Regions from separate parts of the Sus scrofa genome. Here region 2 is linked to region 1. The links are chromatin contacts, called in public HiChIP or PLAC-seq maps. All regions are on one chromosome and are shown on one strand. Each heading gives the region's core, a stretch centred on a gene start, on an enhancer-like site or on the middle of the called end of the contact. The rest is flanking DNA. Distances are from core to core; before and after follow the strand shown. Region 1 overlaps MED12L (mediator of RNA polymerase II transcription subunit 12-like protein). Region 2 overlaps SUCNR1 (succinate receptor 1).

Region 1 (6,746 bases), core at 2,438-4,937:
TAAAAAAAAGTATCCATTAAATAGTCAAGAGCTTCTATTGAATAGAATATAATGTATCTATTGTGTATTTATTTAGTTGGAGATGAAGGACAAAAAGCCCGTAAGAATAAACAGGAAGCATTTCCAACTCTGGAGACAGTGTTCACTAAACTTCAACTCCTTTCATATTTTGATCAACATCAAGTGACATCTCAGGTAGACATTGAAGCTGTTTTATTTTGCATTGGGGGTATTTCCTTAAAAATCTCTTTCATGCAGTATGTTTTCAACCTTGGTGGTTTTATTTTATGGAAGCATAACATACTACTGAGTAGCTCAGTTTTAAGTGTCAGTTGCCTTCCTCAGATGCATTAGTTTTTATCATGGAAATATTTTTACCTTATGATAATAATCAACACTATATAAAATAATCTCTAATGCGGTACTTATTACATTTTAGTCCTACATTACTACTGATAACAGAGATAAAATATTATGTGATTGAGAAGAAACCAAGTCTTTTTTTTTTTTTTTTTTTTTTACACAAATTCATTGGTAGTCAAATGTCATCTGGAAATTAATTGGCACTTAGAGTTGTTTTGTCTTAGGTATTTAGGTCTTGATCTTAATGAAAGCTTGGTTTATTTCTTCAAATTATAGTTATTTCAAGGATATTATTTGTACATGGTTTTGTTTTCTGTATCAATATGTTTCAACTTTCTTCTAAGTAGTATCACATATAAATTCACATTTCTTACCTAAAAATTAAAATAACTTAATAAATAGCAGTTATTTGGAATATTGGTCTTACAGCTACTTTCACCTTTTATTTATGTGTTTATTTTTGGTTTATTTCTTTTTGCGTAGATCTCCAACAATGTGCTGGAACAGATCACAAGCTTTGCATCAGGAACATCCTATCATCTCCCACTGGCTCACCATATTCAGCTCATCTTTGATCTCATGGAACCAGCACTGAATATAAATGGACTAATTGACTTTGCAATACAGGTGTCAAAGTGATCCTATTTCGCTCATTTTTAAAAAAGCAAGCCTATTAGGCATTGTGCAAGTTGTATATAGCTGTGTGTGTGTGTGTATATTTATATGTGTGTGTTGTCTTTTTTGGCTACCCCATGGCATATGGAGTTCCCAGGCCAGGGATCAGATCTGAGCCACAATTGCAACCTATGATGTACCACAGTTGCAATCTATGCCATTGCTGCAGCTGTACCAGATCCTTTAATCCATTGTACCAGGCTGAGGATCGAACCTACATCCTGGTGCTGTAGAGACACCACTGGTCCCGTTACACTACAGTGGAAACTCTGGAATTATACAATTTAAATGAGCCACCAATGCATCTTTGAGTACATGAGACATTCTGAGTCAACAGTATTCAACTAGCATTTTAATTGCAGCTATATTCATAGTTTTTAATTAAATGCTTATAACTGGTGCTAAAATATAATAATAGTCACTTTAAAATTTGAAAGTTTTGCAGGTATTCTTTTTTGTCTTCTATATTTTGCTTAAGCAAAGGTGAATGTTTGCTGCTTCTAATAGAGTATATTTTAGGTACGATGAAAAAAAAAATGAAAGCTTACTCATTGTTCCACTATTTTTCTTATACATATACTTGAGTTCACTTACTATTTTATTGGTGAATAGAAATAAAACTTGGTTTGTTTTACTTATTCTATTGGAGGTATTAGCTTTGTTAATAAAAAGAAAATAATTAACTTTCATTTTAATACAAAGTCAGAGGTGGGGATGATCTTCCCTGAAATTATCCAGTCTAGAACATTGGGCTACTGTAAAGTCTTGGTAACCATTTCGGTATTGGATACTTCCTGATTGCATGGACCATGATATCTAGACAGGAGAAAAACTCTTCAATTTGATAAAGGATTAAAAGTAAAAACCGGTTTGATGCTGAGATTGTAGCTATATATGTATATAGGCCTGGGGCAAGGTAAGGAAGCAGATCAAATAGTTTTAGAATGACAATATATCTGTGGTTTGTCAAAATAAATGTTGTTCCTATTTGTTTCAGCAGCTACATTTTTATTCCATTTTTTTGTCCATCATAGCTCCTAAATGAACTGAGCGTTGTGGAAGCCGAACTGCTCCTGAAATCCTCCAGCCTGGCAGGAAGTTATACAACAGGACTGTGTGTCTGCATCGTGGCTGTTCTCAGGCGATACCACAGTTGTCTGATCCTGAATCCTGAGCAGACAGCCCAGGTGTTTGAAGGGTTGGTATATCCTAGAGTTTGTAGTTTGTGATGAAATCTTACAGTGGTTTTAAGAGAAAAAATCGCACTGTTTGTTTCATAAAATGTTATAGTTAAAGAATACTTGCCCCAGGAAATTTTTTATTAGAAAGGAGATAAAAGCACGAAAATTATCTCTGCCCACCTGCCCACTTTTCTCCCTAGTTGCTATCATTTAAGCTACCCAGCATCCTGGCTTATTATGAGTGGTGAAGATATGATTGCTTCTTTGTTCATGTAATTTCAGTTTCTATTTGGAAACTCCAATACCAAATAAGCTTTACCTACATAGCATCTTATGGATTTTTTTTTTTTCAGTATCATTCCTTTTATAAATTAAGGAATTTTTTTGGACAAAAGTTAATCTAGAACAAATGACTTTTTCAATTGTTCATCTTTGTCAGTTTGTGTGAATTGTAGGCTAAGATTTACTCTATTACTGTTAGACAAGTTGGGCTAAGTAATTACCTAATATCACTCCCTTTAGAGGCTAAAGTTATTATACTTCTCTAGTAGAGAAGTTTATTTCTGTGCCTCTTCTCTATTTATACTCACCTTCACCCACAAATATAAATTGTTTGTATTAAATGTAAATATATTTTTTTTGTTTATATAGGTAACAACCAATTGAATCATCTACTTTTCTTAATTGCTGGAAACTTTTGCTGTAATTTACAGCTTTTAACAGTTGCCTGCATCTGCTCATGTCATTTCACAGAGCTTGGGATGCCATATTGCTGGGTTGTTTTGTTTTTTGCATCATTTCTTAGTTCTACCTCTGGTTTTTGTGTGATCCCAGTGTCCTTCTCAGCCTTGACATGTCAGGTTCCCTCCAGCTTCCCTCTGTCTCCTGAACAGTGGAGGGAGCTCTGGGTTGGGTTCTGGAGACCTAAGTTCTTCTTTTGGATCTGTTGTGTACTAGCTCTTTGCCTCGTGGGCAAGTTACATCACCCTTCTGAGCCCCCAAGCCCTCTTTCTAAAATGAGGAAATTGAATCAGATGATTTCTAAATCCCTTTTCAGCTTTAATAATCTGAGTCATCAGTGACACTAGTGCAGCAGTACTGACCGTGTAGCAGAATGCCAGATGGTAGTGAAATTAGACACACAAATAGGTGGATGGACCAAAAGTAAACAGGTGTTTACTTCTGTGTTGTATGAACTCTGGACAAAGAGGCCATTCTCTTGATTCGCAGAAAGGGGCACAGGATTAGAGTAGTAATGGTACTTTGAAACTGCAAGTTTTATAGTGAACTTAACTAAAAGAGGGATTTTAAATTCTTAAGGTAAATGAAATGTTTCTAGTTTGGATAAACAAACAGAATGTAACCTCAAAACCATGAATTCCTCAATTTCATGCTAGAACCAGCTCATGGTCTTGAAAATGAACTTCCTAGACTGACTGATATGAAGAAGTTGCTCCTTAACAAAGTGGTGGTTATAGGCCCTTCACAAATTCCCTGAATTTCTCAATCTTTTTCTTGAAGTGAGGTCCTCTCCTGCAACTTCGCTTTGGGTTCTAGTCACATAAACTTTACTGATGGATTCCTTCTATGTGGAGGAATTTCTTTCATATTGTTAATTGTATTTCTGAAGTTTTTTTTATTTTATTTTTTAAATTTTTAAGTGATTTTTATGTTTTCCATTATAGTTGGTTTACAGTGTTCTGTCAGTTTCTATTGTACAGCAATGTGACCCAGTCTCTCCTCTCTCTCTCTCACACACACACACACACACACACACACACATATATTCTTTTTCTCACATTATCCTCCATCATGTTCCATTATAAGTGACTAGATATAGTTCCCTTTGCTATACAGCAGTGAAGTTTTTTTTTTTTAATTTAGTGTTTCAGTATCATAATAGAAAACTGGTATCTTATTTAATTACTTACTATTGCTATAATGATTCGTGTCAACTGTCCTTTCTCCTTATTCAAGTAATACATGGACATATTCTCACTCGAAGAGAGTCAGACAACATAGGTATTAGCAAAATATGCACCTCATTTCTTCATATGTTTTTCTCCTTAGATTGTGTGGTGTGGTAAAACATGTTGTGAACCCCTCAGAATGTTCTTCCCCTGAAAGATGTATCTTAGCCTACCTCTATGATCTCTACGTGTCGTGTAGCCACCTCAGAAGTAAATTTGGAGACCTCTTCAGGTGGGTAAAAGAAAGGCAAAAGAATAGGAGTAGAATGGTGCCCATATTTGTTTGTGGACTAACCAATGTTATCATCCTTTGTAATAATGAAATTTAATTCTAATTATTATCTGCCAGAATTCATATTGAATTGTCTTTCACTATAGCTATAACCTCCTCTTCCAAACTACTATGCCTGTTTAGCTCTGATTGCAATTTTAAGATAAACCTGAGGAAAGTATTCTGTATTTTGTGCTTGCTGTTACCTCCCTTGGAATACTGTTTCCCACCCTTTGCATCATTCCTTTCTCTCAGCATTTGCTTCTCTGCCTCTTTGACCATCCTATTTCAGAGAGTGTCCCTGACTCCTTGTTATTCCCTGCCTCTTAGCATATGCAACACCAACAGGTAGACAGATGCTAGAAAATCCATATTTATTTATTTAATGTTATTTGAGGAAATTTAGATGTTTAATTGTAAGTAGGGGGAGGGAGGGAAGGAGATGGTAGTAGCTGGCCAAATAAGTTTGGAATCTAGAAGCTGACAAGGAAAGAATGATCAATTGCTGTTTTCTTTGCTTTCTCATGCCTTGCATCCAGTGTGTTCTAAATGCTTTGAGCTCTGCCTTCCAGGTACATCTGGAATCTGGCCACTCTTCATTGCTTTGCCCCTCCTACCATGTTCATCTCTTGGTTGGACCATCACCATTACCTTCTCCCAGATTTTCCCACTTGGACCCTTGACTCTCTTGAGCATATTCTCAACATATCTTCTAAAGTTATCCTTTTGAAACAAGAATAACTTGACGTTTTCTAATGGCTTCTCATGTACTCAGAATAAAATTCATAGTTCTTGCCTAGCCCTCAGGATCTGTTGGTTCCAGTCTTGCCTTTTGTCTCTTTCCCTCTGTTAACTTCATTTTAACTGCAGGGACCTCCTTATTGGTTTCTAGACACTGTAAGCACACTCCCATCTTGGGGCTTTTGCACGCTGTCACCTATCTGGTAATACTTTCCCCTGTTACTTAACTTGCTCACTCCCACAGTTCATTCAGAGCTTGACTTCCCTGACCAGCTTATTTGAAATAGCATGACCCTCCTCCCACTCGCTGTCATTCTCTGAGCTTGATCATCTCCCCTCCACCCCGCACATTACATGTTTGTTTATGGTCTGGCTCTTTTCTAGAATGTAAGCTTCGCGAGAGCAGGAACTTTTTCTAATTTCTTCACTGCTCTATCCAAGTACCTTCAAGAGTGTCTGGCTCATAGAAGAAGCTACAAAAAATATGTTGTGTGCATGACATATGCCCCCCCTCGCAAATTCATGATATTTTTAATGCTATTGGTAGAGAGAAAATGTGAAAGTATGTCTTCATGAAATGAATTAGGTTTCAAAATGATCCCTTACAGAATGAATATTTGAGTGAGTCTTAGGAAACATCTTTCTGCAGAAATGATGTAATAATAATAATACCCTGTATGCTTCTATTACTTTACAGAGAGCTCTCAGTTTCAGTTTACATTTTTCAGAGTTTTCTCATACATGATTTTGTTCTTGCAACAACCCTGCTTTTAATAGTGAACTTCTCAAGAAAACTACAGTAGCACATGTGACTTCTCATACTCTTCAGGATAGTAAATTATGTTAAATTAGTTAAATTCAAGTAACTTGCAGTGGATGTGTGGACACTTAGGAGACCAACAATGAACCGAGGGGTCACTTAGCATCAGTACATCAGTACTGTGGTGCATCACAGGGAGTGACCTGTCTAGATTTTCCTGGATTAAGGATATAGGAGGGAATTATAGTTCTCTTGGGAAACCTTCTAGTCAAGCATTATTTATATTTTGGGATTAAAAAAAAATGGTTAAACCAAAGCTAGATACGCAAAGAGATTCTGTTAGTATACTAATAAACCAGAATTGGTGATTGGATCTGAAACACCATCTATAAAGTTGTGTAAGAATATTATTTGGGAGAGATAGCACTAATCACATCTACTTCTGATTGAGCTGTGGCTCTGTGCCAAGTATTATGCTGGGATATTTCCATCAAGATCTTTAATCCTCTCAACAACCACAGGAAATATAAATGATTTTTTCAATCAATCATTGTTCCTCATCACACATTAATAAATGATGAAGCCTAGATTTGAGCATAAATCAATTTTAGCCTCAAGAGGTGTGTTGCTTTCATTACTCTACCAGGTTTTTCTCATGCATGCAGTTTTATTTTTTTTTTATTTTTTTTTTATTTTTGGTTTTCAGAATCATTTTATTATTCCAATTGGCACAAGAGAACTTTTCTTATCCCTTAAATGTTTTTTATTTTCCCACTGTACAGCAA
Region 2 (6,746 bases), core at 2,905-5,404, 580 kb after region 1:
ATTCCATGAGATTGGCACTCCTATTGTCCCTGATTTACAGGTAAGAAAACTGAGAGCTAGGAAGTGGTCAAGCCAAGGTCTGAAAGGAGTTAGTTTGCCTCCAGGGCTTGTGCTCTTAACCAGTACACTGTATTACCTCTTAGTCAATTATTTGGCTTTATTGCTTTCAAAGTTTCATTGCTCCTCAACCAGTAAATTTCAACATGTCACACTGTTTTTCAAAGAAAACAAAACAAGACCAGAATAAAAAACAAACAAACGCTGCTTCATTGAAATTTTATGTGCTGAATAGAAATTATTTCCTAGAATATTTGTACTCTCACAGGTAAGACTGCTACACAATTTGCAGAGTCTTGTGCAAAATAAAATTACAGGGCCCTGTATTAAAAAGTTGTTAAGAATTCTAGTGACAGTGTGACAGTAGAGCATTAAATTGAGCGTGTGGTCCTTTAGAGCAAGAGAACATGTGTGGCTAAAAGGTAGTACACCCATAACCTAAGACCTGCTTACAGGGCCCATAAACTGGCCGTGGCCCAATGCATCTATCCTTCAGTCAACCCCAGTGAAGCCTGATAATATGAATGGAACAGAAGCGCTGAAGACCTCTTATTGAGTCTGTCTCAGAATCATTCTAGTTTCTACACTGAGAGCATCTCAGCAGAAGGACCTTTAGCGGAGACTTGGGAGGGAAGCAAGGATATCAGATCTGATTACTGGTGCTGTGAAAAAGGAGAAGTATAGACCACTTTTCCTCTTAGCAGTCCAGAGTGAGATGGTGGTCAGGATGTGGGGAGAAGAAAGAGGAAGTTCTAGGGAACTCCCTCCACCCCACAAAGAGGGAATTGTCCTTGTCCCCCATCAGAATGGTGGCAGCAACCTGTGAAATATATCCATGAACGTTGTTTGTTTGGAAGGGGTCCACGTTAATTTATTTAAAATTAGTAAGCCTGGCACTGCTCATTCAAATGCTTTGCGTTTTGCACTTTTAACATTATAGACAAAAATGATGTTTTTAGTCTTCCTCCTAAAAGTAGAAAAGAGCTGCATATCTGAAAAATAGTTGTCATTAATTTTTGAGCTTTGATTCAATCTGTGGTGTATATCAAAAATATTGTTGTTCAGTCTAGTAGGCAAACAAGCATGCGAGCAGGTGCTTTTAGAATAAAAAAATATAGGTTTAAATTCAGATCCCTCTCCTTATTGACTCTATGACCTTGGGAAAGTAACTTTTCTGAGCCTCAGTTTTTTAAATTTAAAAAGTGAGAAAATTTTAGAAATAATAAACAACCTCAGATGATCTTTATAATTTTTCAGTACATAAAGGTGTTTAGTGCAATACCTGGCACATCATAAGAATTCAATAAATTATAGAGACATTATTTCATATAAATATGCATATATTTCATTTAGAGGTACATTTGTATTCATGTATGTGTATACTTTTAAGTATATAATACGGATAGGCATATGCATATGTGTATGTATGTATATTTGTGTATAAATGAGGTTTCTGAGTTTTGGGTTCTCATATATTGGAGAAGGGAAAATGCTTGGCCAGGAGGATTGGCTGCAGTAGTTTTTTGGGGGCTTCTGCCTGTCACTGCCAATTCAACATTTAAGTTTTATGGTATTCAAATTAAATTACTACTGTCTGTACAATTAGGGACTTTCTCAGCATCATCCCTATGCTTCGAATCAGGCAGATGGAGTGTTTACTTGAATATAAATCTATATAATCCCCTGAGAAATCCAGGTGTGTTTCCTCTCTGAAATGGTGGTGATGTGCTTCCAGGTGCTATGCAGAACATTGATTAGAATGTGTACATTGCCTTCCATCTTACTTAGACGCCATCTCTCTCCCTAATCTCTAGCCACCTGATGTATTTTTTATGTGTCTCTTGATTTTAATCACTGAGAATAAGACGGAAAATACCCGATTTCTAATATCTCTTTTGATAGCATAGTGACGGAGTATGTGTCCAAATTTGTCTCCAAAATTTCAGTTTTATTCCCTCAAATTTCTTGATAACAGTTGTTTAGTTATTATAGGCTCAATATATAATGCACCAAACTTTGTGAATCTGAAAAATGAAGAAAAGGCAGAAGCAATTGTGTACCAAACATAAACAGCGCTTACCTTGTCTTACGATTTAAATATGCAAATAAGCATGAAAATAATGAGTGCTTCTCTGTTGTTTTGCTAGTGATTGGAATAATTTCAACAGTAGTCTTTAAAAAATCTATTCATTGAATGTATTTTCCATAATGAGTAATTTGTTCTATGTCTCATTTTCTCTGAAAGTTCCCCTACTTGAACCTCTGACTTGGCAGTTTAAACTTCTCCAGAACTTTTGAATTATTAATCTTGGCTGCATGATATGCAAATCAGACTGTACTAACTGGCCAGCAGCACAGCACTGGGTCAGAAGCTGTATCAAGTTGCTGGCAAAGAATATCTGTCAAGGGATCAGGGCTTTCCAACATAATGGTAAGCTATAATGCAACTCGTGTTGCCTAGGTATATATATTAATGCCAGATATCCTGTTAGGGATTTATTTTTAAAGTCACCTGTGAGCAACTAAGGTTTTAAGTAATGTTTAAATGAACTGTCTGATCTGTCATTTATAAGTATGTGTAGAACAGCAAAAGAAACTAAAAAGAAGGCATAATCATTTCCTCTACATTTATTTTTTACTAAATTATACTTTTTGTTTTAATTGCCAAATACTAAGTTTATTTTATTAAAAGAGGTTTATTATATTTTTTAATGTCTTGGTAAGTTATATTTCAACAAAAAAGAGTAACTGGATTTACTGAATTAAATATAACTACTTATAGAATGTAATTTTAAAGTTTTTAAGTCATATGAAACAATCTACCATCTACAATATATTCTCAGAAAACAATGTGTTAGAGAAAATTTTAAGGCATTCTGAAAGAAAAAAAGATTATAAATTGTCATAAATAGCACAATTTCATTTTTGTAAAGATAAATTCAAATAAATATTAAAGTGTAGGAAGTTATCCCAATATCAGGTATGGCTGGCTTATAGATAATTTTGAATTTTTTTCTTTATTTCCCTCGCTCTTTTTTTTTTTGCCTATTTGCCTTTTCTGAGTCAGTGTTACATAATAATGTGTTTTTTAAAGTTATTCTTTAAAAAAACAATGAACCAACCACTCTGAAAAGTCATTCACTTTCCTTATTCCAGTCCTGGTATTCTTTATCCCTACTACCTATCTTAATCTCCATCCCAGTGGATGACTCAAACTAGAATTCTCTATGGCCCCTAACTTGCCTGAGTGGTAGCTATTGGCAATCTGGCTTCTAGTTATACAAGCCTTCATGAATGTATTTTCCTTCCATGGCAGTCAAACCTTTCTGCCATGTATAAGCTACTGTCATAATTCAGTACTTTTGAGAACTAACTGGACAGAAAGATAATGATCATGATTAGGAAAAGAGGAAATTCAAAAATGAAACAAAGTTCTTGTCAGAGAGAGAAAGTTCCTCTTGTCTTAATATTCATTTTAGTGCATGCAGGTGCATGCACCAAATAACAAAGTTGCCTAGAACTGAGCCCTGAGGAACTCCAATATTTGACCAAAAAGGGATTAGACCATAAAAGAGTTTATAAAGAGAGGAAGGAGGATAATGAGAAGACATTGCCATGTCAAGCCAGGGAAGGGAGAACTTCCAGAAGCTGTAGAATGGTAAGTAGCCGGGAATAGAGTAAAAAATGATATTAAAAAATATTGAAAAATTACTGTGTTTCTAAAAAATAAAGCTTATTATTTTTAAAAACATCTTTGACCTTTTGCTGTATTCCTGGAAATTTTTAATTTTTAATATTATACATGCTGATTTGGAGGAAAAAAAATGAAAGTCTAGGTAAACCAAAAAGAGAAAGGGCATGATAAAAATTATCTGGAATTCATCACTAGGGGTAAAACTATTAATACTTTCATACATGTCCTAGATGTTCTGAAGTTTATTAATTTCAGATGTAAATTTCTAATTTTTTAGTTAATTTAAAAAATTGAGCCTAGAAGATGCATATTAAATTTTACCATCTACAAATGTATGTCTGAATCACTACTACAATTGCAAAATTTGAGTATTAATCATACTATATTTAGCATCAGCTATTATAGGGAAATAGAACAAGGAACTTAGTTTGATGGACTTCCTACTTATCTGACCTTGGAGAAATATATATATATAAAGATGTTTTGTAAAGAATCAAGTATGTATATTCTTCTCTCCCCTGAGCAATCATTTACAGACCATCTACTTAACTGGTAGTTACTGAACCAGGTGTATAAGATAAACTATGAGTAAGATAAAGTTGTGTGAAATGCTAAGAAGAAGCTAAGTATATAATGGGGGTGGTGCTAATTAGATTGGGGAGTCAGAGGTCCTATCTGAAAAACCACACTTAAACTGAGGTCTGAAAGAAGTGCAGATCTGAAAGAGTATGTGAGGGGCTAGGCTCATAGTAGGGGAAGGTCAGTGAAAAAATTCAATGAGCTGAACATTAGGAAAATTCTCTGTGCAATCAAAGAAGAGGGAAAAAATGAGAAGGAGGAGAATAATACTAGGTGAAGCTGATGTCAAGTACAGGAGCCAGACCATGCAGGCCTTGAAGTCTCAGAAAAAAACTTTGGGCTTTATTCCTTAGACAGTGTAAAATCATTTAAGCATTTTGTTTGAGGAGAGCACTATGATCAGAATTTTGATTGCAGCCTTTTAGGATTGTTTAGCTATTGTGTCACATATAGATTGAAAGGGGACCAGAGAAGATGTAAAGAGACCATAGGAGGATATAGTATAGTCTGAGATAAAGATGATGGTGGCCTGGATTAGAATGGTGATAAAGGAGATGGAGCCATAGTAATGGATCTGAGAAATATCCAGCCATTATAGTAAATAATACATGGTTAGTCATCGTTACTATAGATGACTTCAAGGATGTTGCTCAGATGCTGAGGTGAACACCTGGGTACATGTGTTAGGTGGAGATACAGCAGGATTGAGAATGAGGTTGAAGAGCTTATATAGAATTCTGCAGGCAGAGGTGCCTCTGAGAGATCAATCAGTGGCAAGAGGTATAAAAAACTCAAGTTTATAAGACAAGTCTGGGCTGGGATGTAAATCTGAGAGGTTGATATGTGGATGGTCATTAAAGATAGAAAGTGTATGAAGTCAGCCAGGCAGAACATAGATAAAGGAATTCAGTACCAATCCTTGAGGAACTCCATATTTAACACCTAAGCCAAGAAAGTTTACCCCATAAGAGAGCCTGCAAAGAAAAACCAGGGAGAAAGAAGGAAAACCAGGAGATTATCATGTCACAGAAGGCAAAAGAGAGAGTGCTTCCAGAAGATATAGTATGAACAATAGCTGAGAAGTCAAGTGAGAAAATGACTGAAAAATATGCATTGGTTCAAACAACATGGAACTATTTTGGTGAAGTGGTGGGTCGGAAGACACACTGGAGAAGGATGAAGAGAGAACAGGGTGTCAAGATGTCAAAACAATTAGCGAAGATAGCTTTTTTTTATAGATCAAGGTATCACAAGGAGAAAAACATGTGAAACCAGGGAAAGTGGTTTGTGGCTTAAGTATGCCTTATTTTTAAGACTGACAAGATGAGAATGTCTAAATACTGATGGAAAGGACACAGTTGAAATGGAGAAGCTGAGCAAACGGGAAAGAGACCAGATGGATGACTCATAAAAATCTTGAGAATTTGGGCTTGAGCTGAATTCAGAGTAACCCCGGAGGAATAGATATTCTCTGTTGTCACTGGAAGTAAGGAGAGGACAGAAACAGAGGCAAGAAGCAGAGAGTGGACACCAGTGAACAGGCTCTGTCTCAGGGATTTGCAGGCAAAACCATCTGCTAATGATAAACAGAATAGAGTAGATGGAAGAGATTTGAAAAAATTGGAAAGTTAGGAAACATTGAGAAAGAATAAATTGCCAGCCATGTGAAAGAACAGTAGAATCACATAACCTCAAGGACAGAGTGAAACCGGTCTGCTTCGCTCTTTGGCAGCATTCAGAGTGTCTGTTGCCTGATAAAATTCCAATCCAACTTCTAGACTTGGACTTAATGTCAGGTTGCCACAGAAAAGACTTGAGGAGAGGCTCAGAGGAATTTTGGATGTTTTAAAGTAAGCAATCAAAAGTAACTTACTGGGAGTTCCCGTCGTGGTGCAGTGGTTAACAAATCCAACTAGGAACCATGAGGTTGCAGGTCCGATTCCTGGCCTTGCTCAGTGGGTTAATGATCTGGCATTGCCGTGAGCTGTGGTGTAGGTCGTAGACGCGGCTCGGATCCCACGTTGCTGTGGCTCTGGCATAGGCTGGTGGCTACAGCTCCGATTTGACCCCTAGCCTGGGAACCTCCATATGCCATGGGAGCGGCCCAAGAAATGGCAAAAAGACAAAAAAAAAAAGTAACTTACCAAAATATTGCATTTACCATAGCTACAATTCTGTGACTTATCTTTGTAAATAAAACACACTCAAAGTTAGCAGTGATCTTCAACTGAAATAGAACACTTGAATTTGAAAAAAAGTAGATATAAGCTTTCCAAGATCCCTTTATTACAACGAATACTGCTCAATGTTTTCTTGTTTCCCAAGAAGAAGCAGTTCAGGTACATTTGTTCTTATTTTGCTCTGTTTATCAAAATACTACACTAAGAAAGAATCAGATTGCAAATAATATTCAGAG

The links. HiChIP or PLAC-seq counts read pairs in DNA pulled down with a chosen protein or histone mark.
Region 2: an H3K27ac HiChIP or PLAC-seq map of alveolar macrophages shows a contact between it and region 1. The contact joins two enhancer-like sites. A contact is called at or near these places in 1 of 5 promoter capture datasets (liver) and 1 of 2 datasets of contacts at active chromatin or transcription factors (alveolar macrophages).

The regions. Positions count from the first base shown.
Region 1 is chr13:91,540,739-91,547,484 of Sscrofa11.1, forward strand. MED12L (mediator of RNA polymerase II transcription subunit 12-like protein) reads left to right here. Exons shown (of 46, transcript XM_021069608.1): 18 at 77-195; 19 at 847-990; 20 at 2,073-2,236; 21 at 4,290-4,421. It also overlaps a transcript of P2RY12 not described here. Among named protein-coding and RNA genes, the nearest start is that of P2RY12, 19 kb to the left of the region's middle. Within about 2 kb of position 3,688, at least 7 of the 83 cell types and tissues checked have an H3K27ac peak or open chromatin away from gene starts, as enhancers often do. A contact at or near this core is called in alveolar macrophages, where this site is marked.
Region 2 is chr13:92,120,072-92,126,817 of Sscrofa11.1, forward strand. SUCNR1 (succinate receptor 1) reads left to right here. Exons shown (of 2, transcript XM_013982123.2): 1 at 1-2,488. The coding sequence starts at 2,486. Among named protein-coding and RNA genes, the nearest start is that of SUCNR1, 6.6 kb to the left of the region's middle. Within about 2 kb of position 4,155, at least 6 of the 83 cell types and tissues checked have an H3K27ac peak or open chromatin away from gene starts, as enhancers often do. A contact at or near this core is called in alveolar macrophages, where this site is marked.